Regions from separate parts of the Mus musculus genome. Here all the other regions are linked to region 4. Evidence: chromatin contacts called from public Hi-C and HiChIP or PLAC-seq data. All regions are on one chromosome and are shown on one strand. Each heading gives the region's core, a stretch centred on a gene start, on an enhancer-like site or on the middle of the called end of the contact. The rest is flanking DNA. Distances are from core to core; before and after follow the strand shown.

Region 1 (2,964 bases), core at 295-2,794, 680 kb before region 4:
CATGGACTTGAATTTGACCCCCCACAGCACCCACCTAAAAAGAAAACACCAGGTACAACAGTGCATGCCTGTAATCCGCCAGAGTGTTGGAGACAAGAAGATTCCTGGAGCTTGCAGATGATAATATGGCCAAATCTATAAGCTCTATGTGCAGGCAACAAGCCTGCCTGAAAAATAAGAAAATGGCCAGATATGGTGGGATATGTCTTTAATCCCAGCTCTTTCATTAAAGGCAGATTTCTGTGATTGAAGGCCAGGTTGCTGTATATAGTGAAACGGTACCTCAGAGAGAGAGAGAGAGAGAGAGAGAGAGAGATTAAGAGAGCGAGTGAGAGAGAGAGAGAGAGTTTTCTTCCATCACAGTTTCAACAGAATTTTACCAACAACCACATAAACTCCAGAAATTATAAGAACAAAATTATAATCCCATCTAGGTGTGGCACATGCCAGGAACACCAGAACTCGGGGGTTTTCAGGATGGAGAATGAGGTTTGCACCTACAGAATAAGTTTGAAGCCAACCTGGGCTACCGGAGACACTGCAAAGCACACTTGACTGTCCATTGTTTCGGGGTCACTGACTGTGCAGCCTGCAGGCTAGATTAGAAAATGAATGAATACCTTTCTCCTTCTCTTCTCATTCCTTCCATTGTTCCAAGAGCTCTAGCCCTTTCTCTTTTCTCAGTTTTCTTGTTTTAAACATTCAGCGATGGTGCTCTTCAAAGACTCTTCCCTTTACCTGAAACCTCTCATCATTTTTGATGTTCATTGAGTATATTGCAGCGTCCAGCCCAGCATAGCTCTTCCTCTCCCAGAGCCTTGTCTAATTAACACAGTGGAGTCCAGTCCTCCCTGTTAAGTATTTCCTCCTCTCTGTTCTCTTTCCATCTACCGCTTCATGAGTTATAACATTATGTATGTATCTTATATGTACATATATATATATATTACTGTATTATGTTATATTATGATATATTGTAATAACTGTTTTTATATCCCTTAAACTAAGACATTGATCACTACTCAGCAGCCTCTCAGCCACTCTGTAAGTAGTTATGGGCTCATGTGCATACTGCTCCTCACTAAAATACTCCTGGGATTTAGTCAGTATTTATCCTCAGAGCCTTATATAGCTGCTATACAATGAATTAGGCATGTTTCCTGTCTGTCTCAGAGGAGAAAAAGTTGCACACCACCAAAACATACAAGAACATGGCCTCTGTCTCATGTGGTCTGTCGGTGAGTCACAGGGCTCAGACTTATGAAGGCTCGGAAACCTGGATTCCTCATCTTTTTCCTCCCTACTGTGTATCTGAAGGAACAATATCTTTCCATCTTTACCAAGGAGGCCAGGATAAGAAAGGAAGGTGGAGCTTCTTATCTTTCAGGTAGTTCGGATGACCGACATTCCCAAGAAGCCATTACTGTTTGTGAGCCAACCATCACATGAAATATCTGAAAAGATCAGAGGAAAGGGCAGGCCACAGATGGGGTGGGGTTGTTGACCCTGCATGTGGCTGCCTTGCGCTGTGAGTCAGACACCCACATCCTGTCCACTCTGGCTCACTCTTGTTCTCGTTTTAAGAGCTCTATCAAAGAGATGAAGCCTTACGCCTTCAGAAGGCTTCTGTTACTTTTTGGCAAAAAGAAAATATATGTGTGCATTCTGTAGAAGTCTACCAAATGTGGGTCTCTCTCTTTCTCTCTTTCTCTCTCTCTCTCTTTCTCTCTCTCTCTCTCTCTCTCTCTCACACACACACACACACACACACACACACATACACAAACACAGGCTTGGAAGCCTGGGCCACAGAACAAACAGTAACTCCACACACTAAGTCATTTGGTATTAATTAAACACTGTTCTCTTTAAAGAAATGGCATCTATTTAGTTTGAGCCAATACCATTCAAATAAACTTACAAAGAATTATAAAGTATTTATTAATATTAACCTTGACTTTAATTTTAAACCAATTAGACATTTTGTTCTGGCTGATTCTCTGAGCTTACAAAAGTTTATATTGCAGGATATAAAGTTCTGATTATGTTTGACATCGCTCCTTGTTTTTAAACTTTATCCATTTGCATTCTCAGGTTAAAAAAATAATCAGACAACTGTCTCAATGTAGTTCTTCATATTTACTCTTTTTTTTTTCCAATTGCAGTTCTGGAAGGGAGGAGGGAAAAAGAAAGAGAGTTTTAAAAAGAGGAATTAAGTTAAGGCTCAGGAGAAATCTATTCTGTTATTCCAGTTTGAAATATTTATTCTTTTCATGTGGCTGTCAATCAATTACGGACAACATTTGATAGCTCCCTGGGTATCTTAAATAAGAGTCACAGACAAACATCGCACTTGGAAGCCATCTCACAGGAAGACTTAAGGACATGCTTCTTGGCCTCTGCTGAATTTGTTGGAGCTATGTCGCTTGGCGCTCATGTGGCTTCCCAACAATACCTCCATCTTGACAAGATGAAAGGCTCTGGTGTTCCTAATCTACTGTAGGCATCTGCTAGTTCTGCCTCTTCATTTCATCTTACCTTCTTCTCCAGTCTAGTTTAGTTATTTTTCTCACCTCACATCCCCTTTTCATTTAATTTCCCAGAATAAAGACATTGCACCTGAGATTCTCTCTTCTATCTCCCATAATCAGCTTCCAAATGCTGACACCATTGCATACACTAGCAAGATTTTGCTGAAAGGACCCAGATATAGCTGTCTCTTGTGAGACTATGCCGGGGCCTAGCAAACACAGAAGTGGATGCTCACAGTCAGCTATTGGATGGATCACAGTGCCCCCAATGGAGGAGCTAGAGAAAGTACCCAAGGAACTAAAGGGAACTGCAACCCTATAGGTGGAACAACAATATGAACTAACCAGTACCCCGGAGCTCTTGTCTCTAGCTGCATATGTATCAAAAGATGGCCTAGTCGGCCATCACTGCAAAGAGAGGCCCATTGGACTT
Region 2 (2,700 bases), core at 124-2,623, 910 kb before region 4:
TGTCTAATGTTAGTTCTAGGAGTTCAAAAACCGTATCTTAATACTTCAATTGGGGCCTGATACACTGAAAGAGGCCAGCAGATATTTGAAATTAATACAGTCCCATCATCTCCAGTTATATAACATTGTTTTCAAGGGTACTGTCTGAACTCACAGATTTCAAAGTGTGGAGGGTGTTTGCTCATAGTTATATATTCCATTTACCATGTGTGCCTCCACACTTACTTCTGGGATGTCCCAATGTGTGTCATATTTCCATTGTGAGTAAGGGGACTGCTTGCATTGTCTATGGTATTTTTATCCTCCTTTGTTCACTCATCCTTCTTTTCTCTCCCAGAGTTCCTTCTCAGCTAATGCCTTTATTATTCAGAGGAAGCCAGCATTATTAATAACTCTAATTCCCAGAAGATACCATTGCTTTCAGACTGTCCTAGTTCTCAGCACACACAGGGACCTTCTAGAAAGACTTCTTTTCTAGAAGGCATCTAGTTCAAATAGAATCTTGGCATTTTTGATGATCCTCTTTTTGTATCTTGGAATCTAAGTGATGACTGTAAGTTAAGAATGATTCCACCGGACATTTTCTCCTCAACTTCTGAGAGATATTGGTCAGAGAACTATTAGCGTCTGTCCAGAACCTATAACTAACTGATCATTGTTATTAATCTAAAAGGAACTTAAAGTTTATTCATTCTAACTTCTCTACTTGAGCTAAGGGGGAACAGAACCATAGAAGTCAAGGAACACGATGCATTTCTCTCAACAGTGAAAGCTGATATCTAAGTCTAAGTAAGTGCTCTACCACCAGGCTATACCTCAAGCCCCAGGGATTTTGAAATGTGTATTGCCATATATCCCTGTTAGTCTCATGGAGTACCTCATGGCTACTCCCTCTGTGTAACTAACAATACATTACAAATAGGGAGGATTTGGTAGATAGGAAACCATAATCAGAATACAGTGTATAAGGAAAAACTATTTTCTATTACAAAAACAAACAAACAAAAAACAACAACAAAAGGCACCTTCAAGACAGATGGAGGAAATTGCACAAAAGACAGCAAAAAAGAATACAATCAAAGGTATTTCTGTATTAGAATGCTCACATCTAGTCGTGGGGGGAAAAACAAGCAGAGTGCAAGTGAATGCATAATGAACCAGCAAGGTAGTCAGCTCTTCGAAGACTCAGAAGATGTCTTAGATCCATAGGAAAGGAGACATGAGGGAGAGCTGAGCTGACTTGGGAAGAGTAAAGCCAGGGGAGGCTAGAACGAATGAATAGGAAGTAAAATGTCCACACAAACCACAGGGGATCCAATACCCTGATTCATACACCTCACCAGGTCCACAGAAAGAAATTCCTAGGATTCTCAGTAACCAAAGTGCATGAAATGAGAAACCATTGCAGCTGAACTTCCTATTGACATCCATTGTAAGAGTGAAACTATTTACTTTGGACATGTCACGACCATTAACCATCATGAAGCAGAGTTGCTATGGTAACCTATAGTCTGTCTTAGTGGGAAGTCGTGACAAGCAAAGAGGCAGACTGATACAGTGATAGCTAGGTCTAGCAATGATGTGTTACTGTTCACCTACAGAATAATCATAGAGAATTACTGGATCCTAACTTGGCATGCCAGCCTCTCCTCCCTCCTGCCACAGCTGCATGCAGTTTAGGAGGGGCAGTAGAATTTGGAGGAGGTGAAAATATTGACCGGAAATGGAACTCATTGGTATTTCTTCAGATTTTATATTTTATCACTCATGGTGATAGTGGGACTTCAAATTGAAGCAATTGCCTTTAAGTCACTCATGCTCCTACATATGGTCCTAACTTGTGGTCCTCTGAATCAGTCTAATAAACTCACTAGGTCTCCAACCTGAACTTGGTTAGCCTTTGCTTTGACCCGTGAATGCCCTCTTTTGAGGGAATAGACACATTATTGTAGACTTTCTCTGATAACCATTGAATGCTATAATCACCCTTGTCTCTTCTAGACTCTCAAATGTCTACATAAAAATGTTTTGGCAAAGGCATCATCCCAAGTCTACAACATATTTGTTCATCTGTCTCCATTTTACTCTAAGGTCTTCAGTCCAATCTACTCTCAGACTCATCTACAATACTGTGGTGGTCTTATAACTACTTTTTAAATGATCTGCATTTTTCATCTATATTCTCTATTTTACTGGAAGCAAGGATTGTTGGCCAACTCAAAAAGTAAGCTAGATAATTTCACTCCCTTTCTTTTAGGGTCTTTTCTTAAATCATTCACAGTAATGTTTAATTGTGGTATACTGACCTATCATTCATTTAATCTGGTCCATAACTACTTATGTGAACTTACTTCCCATTATTCTTATTGCCCAGTACCCACATCCCATCATCACATGCATATATATTTTATAATTCTTTTAAAATTCTGACTTCTACTCACAATATGTAACTATTTTAAAAAGTTCTTCTCCCTTCTCAGATTATATTTTCTTTAACCTTTTCTTAGCGACTTCTCCACCTTTAGATAGCTACCTAAATCTTCATCATTGGCTATAAGCCAGCCAACGGTTATTTTCCATTGTACTAACAAACACTCATTGTGTACTTATTGCTTGGCTGTGTTTTTTCAGTTGCAAGATCAATAAAAGCAAAGAACAAGTGTTGTCGTGTTCAGTGGCCCTTGTTCCTAGGATTCTGTC
Region 3 (2,704 bases), core at 72-2,571, 530 kb before region 4:
TAAAACTGCCTGCGACAAAGAAATGGCTGCTACGGGTTAGGCGCAAACGCCAGAAACAAGTTGAATTTAGCCGCATGCGGATCTGGGACTTTAAATGTAGTCTCAAGACTGGATGCTCACCCTGTGTGTTCTGGCTCCCGTCTTTTACCTTGTGGCTCTGTTTTGTTGTTTCGCCTCATTCTTCAACAGGTTCCAAAACAATCCTAGCAGACATTCTCAAAGATGTAAAACCTGCCTCTCATCAAAGCTCCCTGTGGATGGATCCAGCCCTGAGTCTCTCACTATGGACAAGAAAGAACTGGGGAGCGCATGAGCAAGAGGCCCGGATATGGAGAGAGCATCCTGGGACTAGAGCCCAGCCGAAGCCACAGAAAGTGGGACACGAGCACTTCCCACAAGAAGACATAACCTGATACCCTCTTTCTTTTCTTCTCTTCTCTTCTTTTCAGAAAGTGGCTATGTGTCTAAGCAGATATCCATGCAATCCAATATTATCTCATCTTTTCTAAAAGAGAATGGAGAACCTTTCCTTAGCCTTCTTTAAAGGACCAGAGACAGCAATGTCCAAACCATAGTGTCTGGTGATACTGAGTTTTAAGAGTAACTTTTACTATACAGACTAGAGTAAAATACTGTTGTTCCTCCGGTCACACTAAAGACAACTTGTGGGCTGGCTCTTCTTGTTTGCCTGTGTGGTTTTGACAGATAGGAATTTGTTCTCATTGGCCTGAACCATGTAAGTATGTTGTCTCTGTGTTTCATGTCATGCAAGGGAAGTACGTGTTCAAGTCTACCATGGTTTTAAAACACTGGTTTTCCTTGCACGGTTCCAGAGTGGTGAGGTTGGTTTCATGAAGTTCTCTGAGAGAGCTCCTTCCAGCGGAAATGTCAAAGGCCGCGATTTGCACCTTTGTTGCAAATGAGACAATAGAGAAATGTGGAAAAGCACTCAGATACATAGCACAGCCTAATTAATTAAATTCTTCTTGTGGGTATCAAGGTCCACTCCTGGAGGCGAGCTAGTAAAAACAATGAACTGTGTGGATCTGGCATTTAAAGCCTTGACCACATATTTGCCCATCATCCTGACAGAAATGTCATTGCAGGAAGTTGTTAAAGGGACGAATACCACGGACTTGCAAATTGCCACAGCCCAGAACAGGCGGATTTTTACCCCCATAGAACCCTCCTGTTTTGTGGCTCCACTGTAAAGCTCTGGAAACAAGCAGGCTGTGGGAGGAGCAACCCGAAGGGAGGGAGAGCATTTCTGGGCGTGTCTTGGACCCTGGCCCCTAGCCCCGCCCTCCACAGTGAGCCACAGTTGTAGTGCCTGTGTTTACATTTGTACAAGCTGCTAGGACAGGCCCAGGCAGGGCTAAAGCAGGACCAGGCGCTTCTATCACACGCTGAGCAGAGAATGAGTCTCATTGGGGAAACAGTGAATCTGAGCATTGGGATCCTGCCAGTGGGAAATTCACATGCATGAAGAGACTGGTTCTTGCCCGTAGTTTGAAACAAGTGAAGGAAATAGAAAGGAGGGAACAAAGGACATCAGGAGGAGGAAAAACTCGGCCCCACTGTTATGCCCAGGTGGATGAAAAAGCTGAACTAGGGTTTGAACATACAGGAATCAGAAGTTAATCCATTTTCTGTCGCAAATGTGTTTGCATCGGAAGTTGAAGAGGTTTTGTCATCCTTCATAAACTCGTAATAATTTCTGGGAATATTTCTAAAAGCATGGCAGCTCTGGGAGATCTGGTGCCATCTGGATCATGAAGAGACAAAGCCAGAGTGTGCTAACCTCTGCACCTTCTAGGATTGGCTGTGTGTGCCTTCCCGTGTTTACTATGGCCCAAATTGAGCACGAGACCAGAACTAACAAGGGAGACTGGCCATCCGTGTTCTGAAGTACAGCGCGGGGCATTTGACCTTTTTGTTGTGTAGCCCACTTGCTCACTATGTTCTCCCAATTTCTCGTTGTTTCATTTTGGTAATCCAGGCTGGTATGTATAGAAGATGAATCTGTGTGTGCAGATTCTCCTTCCTCCAACACCTAAGTATAGGAATTAAATAGCATTAAAGGCACACGGGACCACGCTCAGTTTAACGCCGTAGTAGGGATACTAACCAGGGCTTCATTCATGCTAAGCTAAGCAAGCTTTCTACCTATTGAACTACATCCCCAGCTTCACAGGCTTGGTTTTAAAAACAAACAAACAAACAAAAACTGTCCCCACAAGCCACCTGAGCAGTCACCCGCAAACTTCTGAAATAGCTGGAATATACCCCCTCCACCCATGCTATCTCACCACAAAGACCTCCTACTATCTTTCTAGCCAATTTTTTTTTTCCTTTTAGAGGAGCTCTCAAGGGCACACCTCCCTTATCCGACCCAATAGCACATCCCATCCCACAGAAGCCTTGTCTGCATATCCATTCTTTCAAGACACAGAAGAGCTAACTACAAAAGCATCACAAGCCCGCCTCAGCTGACCTAGCAAATCACAAGCAGGACATGTGACCTCTGACTGCTTAAGACACCCGAAGGCTCCCGCTGATACCCGTCCCCACCCCGCACTCCTTATAGAAAAAATAAAGGAAATTATTCACCCCTGGGGCTGTGGTAAAGACAGTGAGTGCAGGCAGATCCTCATTAAGGAGAGCTAAATCTGGCCTGACAGAGTCTTCACACTAGATCTCAGGA
Region 4 (2,707 bases), core at 186-2,685:
GTCAGAGCTTTGGGCGCAAACTTTAATTGCCATCTACTGAGGTTTTATCTTTTTCTATGTATTGAATGCTAGTACTGGCCCCCCGAGACCTGGTGGCCTCAGCTAAGAGAGAATACACAAAGTGATGGTACGTGACCTTGCTCTTTAATGATTACTGACTTGAAGACTGTGAGTTGACTGATATGGGTGCTGGGAATCAAACCTGGGTCCTCTGCACCAAGTGCTCCTAACTGCTAAGACATCACTTCAGCCCCTAAGGCAGGGATTCTCCGCTTGTGACTCCTTTTTACCAGAGAGATTTTGATGGAACATCAGATGGAGAAGCATATAAAATAAGTATACAAATGAAACACTACTAATAAATCATATTGAGATTAATTTTTAAAAACTTTGTATGCGTACAATCTATCATTTACTAAAGACAAAAGTCTATTTGCATACCAATGAGAGATGTGCTTGTTTCTTTTGCATAAAAAATTAAATCTTCTGACTATTTTACATTCAGAACATAGAGCACTTTCAGTTTTTCAAAGTAGATCAATATTTTGATTGGGGACTGGACAGGGATTGAACATTTGCTCCAAACAAAGCTAACAGTAAAGGGGACTGGACACTTAGAGACGGTGTTCTGAGAAATAAATTTATATTTATATAGCCATCAATGTTAAGAGTGCCATTTGGCATAAATAGGTAGTACAAACTGTCAGAAGTGTGCTTAGGAGCATTTAGAAATTGTTGGAAATTCTATCCTAATTGTAAGCCAAAATTCACTGGACAATTTTTGCAAGACTCAAAGAAAGAGGAAGAGAGAATAAGGCTGAGTCACTTGCATATTTTATTTTGCTCAAAATTTTCTCAGAACAACCATGATTATATCTGTATATACATAAAGTAAAATAAACAGAGTATAAGCGCAGCAGTGATGTATGTCACAAGCATTGTCTAATCAGAGTAAACTTGAAAATGACTCAATGACAACAAAATTTCAGGATCTAGAAGCACCCATTGGTCTAAGAGACTAATAACAAATACTTTGTTGTAGTCTGCAGCAACCTATAGCAAACACTTCGTTGTAGTGTGCAGCAACCTATAGCAAACTATAGCCACCTGCATACAGCCACGTTCAACACCCAGTCTAAGTCTGACTGTCTCGGAAAGAAGAGCCTCCTACTACATCTCTGCGTACGTCTGGAGGTAATAAAACACGTCCAAACGTTGCTCTATTCTCTATTGCAGCTTTGACTTATCTGTCATAATTCTCCACTTTGGGCTTAAAGACAATTGATTTTTTTTTTCCCTGTGTGGGCCCTTCCAGGATTTTGACTCCAATTGCTGGCAAAAGTGAGCTTTAGCTTCTCCAAAGTAAACATCTCTCTGTCCTCCAGCCGCCGTCCGTATGTGATGTTGAAAGAATGGCAGGAAATCAATGAGTCATGGTGGGGACTGGACAGGGATAGGACGTGCACTCCAAACAAAACTAACAGTAAAGGGGGCTGGACACTTTGAGATGGTGTTCTGAGAAACAAAGCCAAGATTTCAAGAAAAAGCAAGTACTTTACACAGGAAGGGAACTGAGCATCGTCTACACAGAGGGAAGAGTCTCATTGGGGATGGAGAAGAAGAAGACAGGATTGGATGCAGTACCCAGGCAGAGAGCAGCTAAGCCAAACAGAAGGGTGACAAAGTAGAGAAGTTGGGGGCGAGGGGAATAGAAAACTCAATTACAGCAGTCTTTCCCAGATGAACTGATTACCTATTGTGGTGAAGGGAGTTAGGAAACATGTTGTACCTTGTATTGCTGAGTTGGGAAGGAGCATTAAAAATACCAGTGGGGCTGGCAAGGTGGATCAATGGGTAAGGCACTCAAATCCAAACCCTTAGAATGCAGGTAAATCTGACCACCACGGTCTATAATCCCAATATCCCCACAGCAAGATGAGAGTCAGAGCAAGGAAAATCCTGCCCTCCCAAAAGCTTGCATACCAGATACCCTAGCAACATATATTGGCAGACAGAGACCCAACCTCCAGCTGTGAAAAACGAAGATGGACCCCTTACACATGCTCTGGTGCCTACACAAGAAAACACACACACACACACACACACACACACACACACACACACACACACCCCTTATCAAAATGGCCACAAAGGAAACGGAAGAGAGAGGCAGTGGGAGCTAAGTCCAGGCTTTTGTGGTAGCTGAATGTAGAAGAACGGTGCGGGCCTCCTGACAACACTGAGCATCTCAGTGTTTGCTTCACACGTTTTTCCTTTACCCTGCCACCTGATATATGGCCAGAGCAATTACAGGATTGCTTGTTGTTGACTGACCTATAAGGCCTATTTGCAGAGCACAGTAGTGGCTCTTTGTCCCCATTTCCAAGGGTATGTGCACCTTGGTGTGTACAGATCTACAAGGCCCTGGCCCGGTAGAGACCTCCACTCTGGGCATTTATTAAAGAGTCACAATACCTTCCCAGATTGCCTGAGTTATTACAAAAACCCAGCACCCCATGGTGTGAACTGTCTGACCTGTTCAGTCAGTCCCAACAGAAAATACATTCAAAGTGTTACATTTTCTTGTTTTAAAATTTTCCTATTTCCCATGACATTTTTTGTGAGCTCACTGTAAACATAGCTCTGTGTGTTTTCCCTTCCACCCTCTGAAAATGTGTGTTGTGTGAAATATTAAAAAAGCAATCCA
Region 5 (2,725 bases), core at 132-2,631, 640 kb before region 4:
TTGCATACACTAGCAAGATTTTGCTGAAAGGATCCAGATATAGCTGTCTCTTGTGAGTCTATGCCGGGGCCTAGCAAACACAGAAGTGGATGCCCACAGTCAGCTATTGGATGGGTCACACGGCCCCCAATGGAGGAGCTAGAGAAATTACCCAAGGAGCTAAAGGGAACTGCAACCCTATAGGTGGAACAACAATATGAACTAACCAGTACCCCTGAGCTCTTGTCTTTAGCTGCATATGTATCAAAAGATGGCCTAGTCGGCCATCACTGCAAAGAGAGGCCCATTGGACTTGTAAACTTTATATGCCCCAGTACAGGGGAACCCCAGGGCCAAAAAGGGGGAGTGGGTGGGTAGGGGATTGGGGGGGTGGGTATGGGGGACTTTTGGGATAGCATTGAAAATGTAAACGAGGAAAATACCTAATTAAAAAAAAAAAAGATTACGGTCTGTTCTCCGATGCCACTTCCTTGCTAACCTACATAACAGGAGAAAATGTAGGACCCAAATCTCTCTCAATAGTTTTCATCCATTTGAAAATGGACAAGAATTCCCTTCTCTAACATAAGAACTGGAGCTATTACTAAGTCAGCGATGACATAGAAAATCCCAAGAAGACTACAGGTGAGTTCTGTTTAGGTACTCTGAGTATATAACATGCTCAGCACGTGTTTTAGGGGTTCTGGGAACATGCCAAAGAATTAATTGGAGTTCCTTTAAAAAACGAAACAAAACAAAACTATTAGTTTATTAAATGGCTGACCTATTTCTTGCCACTTTTAATCTCATTTTTTCTTTCTGATTAAATGTAACTATATTAAGATAGACAATGGACATCCACCTTCCTATTTTCATAGTAGCCAGTGTTTTATCAAGGACAGGATTTCAAAGAGTGGCTATTGACAAGAAAAGATACTGAATACTTAGACAGCTTTCAACACTGAGAAGGCAATTAAAGAAAACCGTGATTTTAGTCTTTAAGACCACAAAAATAAACTTAAAACAACAGCTAACAATAAACCTCCCGTGATAAGCTTTCAAATTCTCAGACAGTGACTCTAAACGGAGGCTGGTCCCCAGAGCAACTTCTTGGAGACCTGGGTCTCGTTCTTGGAGCCTGCCAGGGGTTGAATTTGGGTATGTAAACATCCTGAAAGCTCTCTGAATTTTCAATATATTTACAGTCTTCCTTTGAAACCACTGCTCTGGTTCTAAATGTTTCAATCATTGTGTGATCTTGTGTTCTTAATACCAATCCAACTTTCTCCCCTGTGCTTGTTTTTCTGCTTCGTGTGTCTCAATATCAAAATATTCTTACCCCATGAGTCATTTTGGAAGCAAAGGTTTCAGGAAGTAAAAGCTCAAAAACCTCATGGCTGAAGTCATCCTCCTAAAATATATCCCTTATTCTCCATATGATGTACCGCGGCCTGTGCTTTCCTCTGGATGGTGATAATGGTAGCCTTCTGAAATCAACATGTTTGACCACGTACTTCTATTTTACAAATGCAGACTAAGTCAGGGATACCAAATGGCAATGTCATAATCCTTCTGTTCTCTGCCAACCCATTGCCTTATGGACTCAAATATGCTTCTCTTGAAACAGATGGCTCTCCCTACTCTCCAGGTTATTACATAAGGAGACGAGGGGCAGCTGATTGACTGTGCCTGATTTCCAGGGAGACCAGCACAAGCCACATGACAGGACCACAGGTGTACAGAGCGAGCTCGGCTTCAGAATTAGGCTTGCCTGAAATTCAACCTTGGCTCTGTGTCATGAGCACAGGACACCTTATTTGCCTTCTATCTTTCTTCTGTAGAATGATCAGAAGTATCATCTCCCTTACATGTTCATTAGAAATTATATATATACATGCACATATACTCTCTATATACACACAAATAAATATGTGTACATGTGTGTGTATATATATACATATAAGAACTTATATATATGTATATATATATATGTGTGTATATATATGTATATATATATATATATATATGAACTGAAAATACCCAATAGAAAATTTGCTTTCTTAGAATTTATATGTGAAAAACCAAGACTTTCCCAAACTCATTTCCACTGTTTTTCACAAAGCAAAATGGCTTCTCCCTCAAGCAGTTTTATTTATCTGATGTCTGATCACATCCTCTCAAGTGTTCCTTCCTTGACCTACAAGTGCAGCAGTAGAGGAAGTATGGGGGCTAGAGAATGGCTTGGTGATTCCCAGGGCTTACTGTTCATGCAGAGCACAGGAGCTGGGTTCCCCGCACCACGGTTATGAAGGTCACTAGTGCCCACTGGTTTGATGCTTTCTGGGAGTCTCAGGGGAGCCTGCACTCACGTGCACATACCTACACACAGACATACATACGCATGTAGTTAACACCAGAATAATAATAACTATGGAACTCAGGCCAGCTCGAGTTCCTGTCCCAGCTCCACCCTGTCCTCTCTGTGGATCCCGAGAGGGGCATTTCTTTGTATTTTAAGCATTTCTTCACGAATAAAATGATCTATAGAATCACAACACACTTGAAAAGAAAAAGACTGGTACAAGTTACAATCTCAAAGTTGACTTTCCCTTTCTTTTTTATCTGTAGCACTCTTCTTGTGGACATAGAGAGAGATGTGCACATACATACACACGCGCACGGTCAGTTCTGTCTGGCTCAGGCCATTCATCTCAGATAAATCCTCTTTCCCCAGGAAATCCAGCTT

What was found. HiChIP or PLAC-seq counts read pairs in DNA pulled down with a chosen protein or histone mark. A called contact is a pair of places that touch in the nucleus more often than the background predicts.
Region 1: a contact with region 4 is called in a CTCF HiChIP or PLAC-seq map of the NIH/3T3 cell line, with 6 read pairs. The contact joins two enhancer-like sites. A contact is called at or near these places in 1 of 15 datasets of contacts at CTCF or cohesin (the NIH/3T3 cell line) and 1 of 484 Hi-C or Micro-C datasets (bone marrow-derived macrophages).
Region 2: a contact with region 4 is called in a FOXA1 HiChIP or PLAC-seq map of pancreatic cancer cells. The contact joins two enhancer-like sites.
Region 3: a contact with region 4 is called in a FOXA1 HiChIP or PLAC-seq map of pancreatic cancer cells. The contact joins two enhancer-like sites. A contact is called at or near these places in 5 of 115 datasets of contacts at active chromatin or transcription factors (CD8 T cells, double positive thymocytes, effector CD8 T cells and 2 more).
Region 5: a contact with region 4 is called in a Hi-C map of bone marrow-derived macrophages, with 13 read pairs. The contact joins two enhancer-like sites. A contact is called at or near these places in 1 of 484 Hi-C or Micro-C datasets (bone marrow-derived macrophages) and 2 of 115 datasets of contacts at active chromatin or transcription factors (memory CD8 T cells and pancreatic cancer cells).

The regions. Positions count from the first base shown.
Region 1 is chr10:96,870,246-96,873,209 of GRCm38.p6, reverse strand. No RefSeq gene overlaps it. Among named protein-coding and RNA genes, the nearest start is that of Gm46240, 30 kb to the left of the region's middle. Within about 2 kb of position 1,544, at least 84 of the 459 cell types and tissues checked have an H3K27ac peak or open chromatin away from gene starts, as enhancers often do. A contact at or near this core is called in the NIH/3T3 cell line and bone marrow-derived macrophages, where this site is marked.
Region 2 is chr10:97,092,769-97,095,468 of GRCm38.p6, reverse strand. No RefSeq gene overlaps it. Among named protein-coding and RNA genes, the nearest start is that of 4930556N09Rik, 58 kb to the right of the region's middle. Within about 2 kb of position 1,373, at least 14 of the 459 cell types and tissues checked have an H3K27ac peak or open chromatin away from gene starts, as enhancers often do. A contact at or near this core is called in pancreatic cancer cells, where this site is marked.
Region 3 is chr10:96,721,293-96,723,996 of GRCm38.p6, reverse strand. The region is part of intron 2 of Gm33897 (a long non-coding RNA gene); the gene reads right to left. Among named protein-coding and RNA genes, the nearest start is that of Gm33897, 6.9 kb to the right of the region's middle. Within about 2 kb of position 1,321, at least 146 of the 459 cell types and tissues checked have an H3K27ac peak or open chromatin away from gene starts, as enhancers often do. A contact at or near this core is called in pancreatic cancer cells, where this site is marked.
Region 4 is chr10:96,187,054-96,189,760 of GRCm38.p6, reverse strand. No RefSeq gene overlaps it. Among named protein-coding and RNA genes, the nearest start is that of Gm40746, 7.5 kb to the right of the region's middle. Within about 2 kb of position 1,435, at least 84 of the 459 cell types and tissues checked have an H3K27ac peak or open chromatin away from gene starts, as enhancers often do. A contact at or near this core is called in the NIH/3T3 cell line, bone marrow-derived macrophages and pancreatic cancer cells, where this site is marked.
Region 5 is chr10:96,827,702-96,830,426 of GRCm38.p6, reverse strand. No RefSeq gene overlaps it. Among named protein-coding and RNA genes, the nearest start is that of Gm46240, 72 kb to the left of the region's middle. Within about 2 kb of position 1,381, at least 41 of the 459 cell types and tissues checked have an H3K27ac peak or open chromatin away from gene starts, as enhancers often do. A contact at or near this core is called in bone marrow-derived macrophages and pancreatic cancer cells, where this site is marked.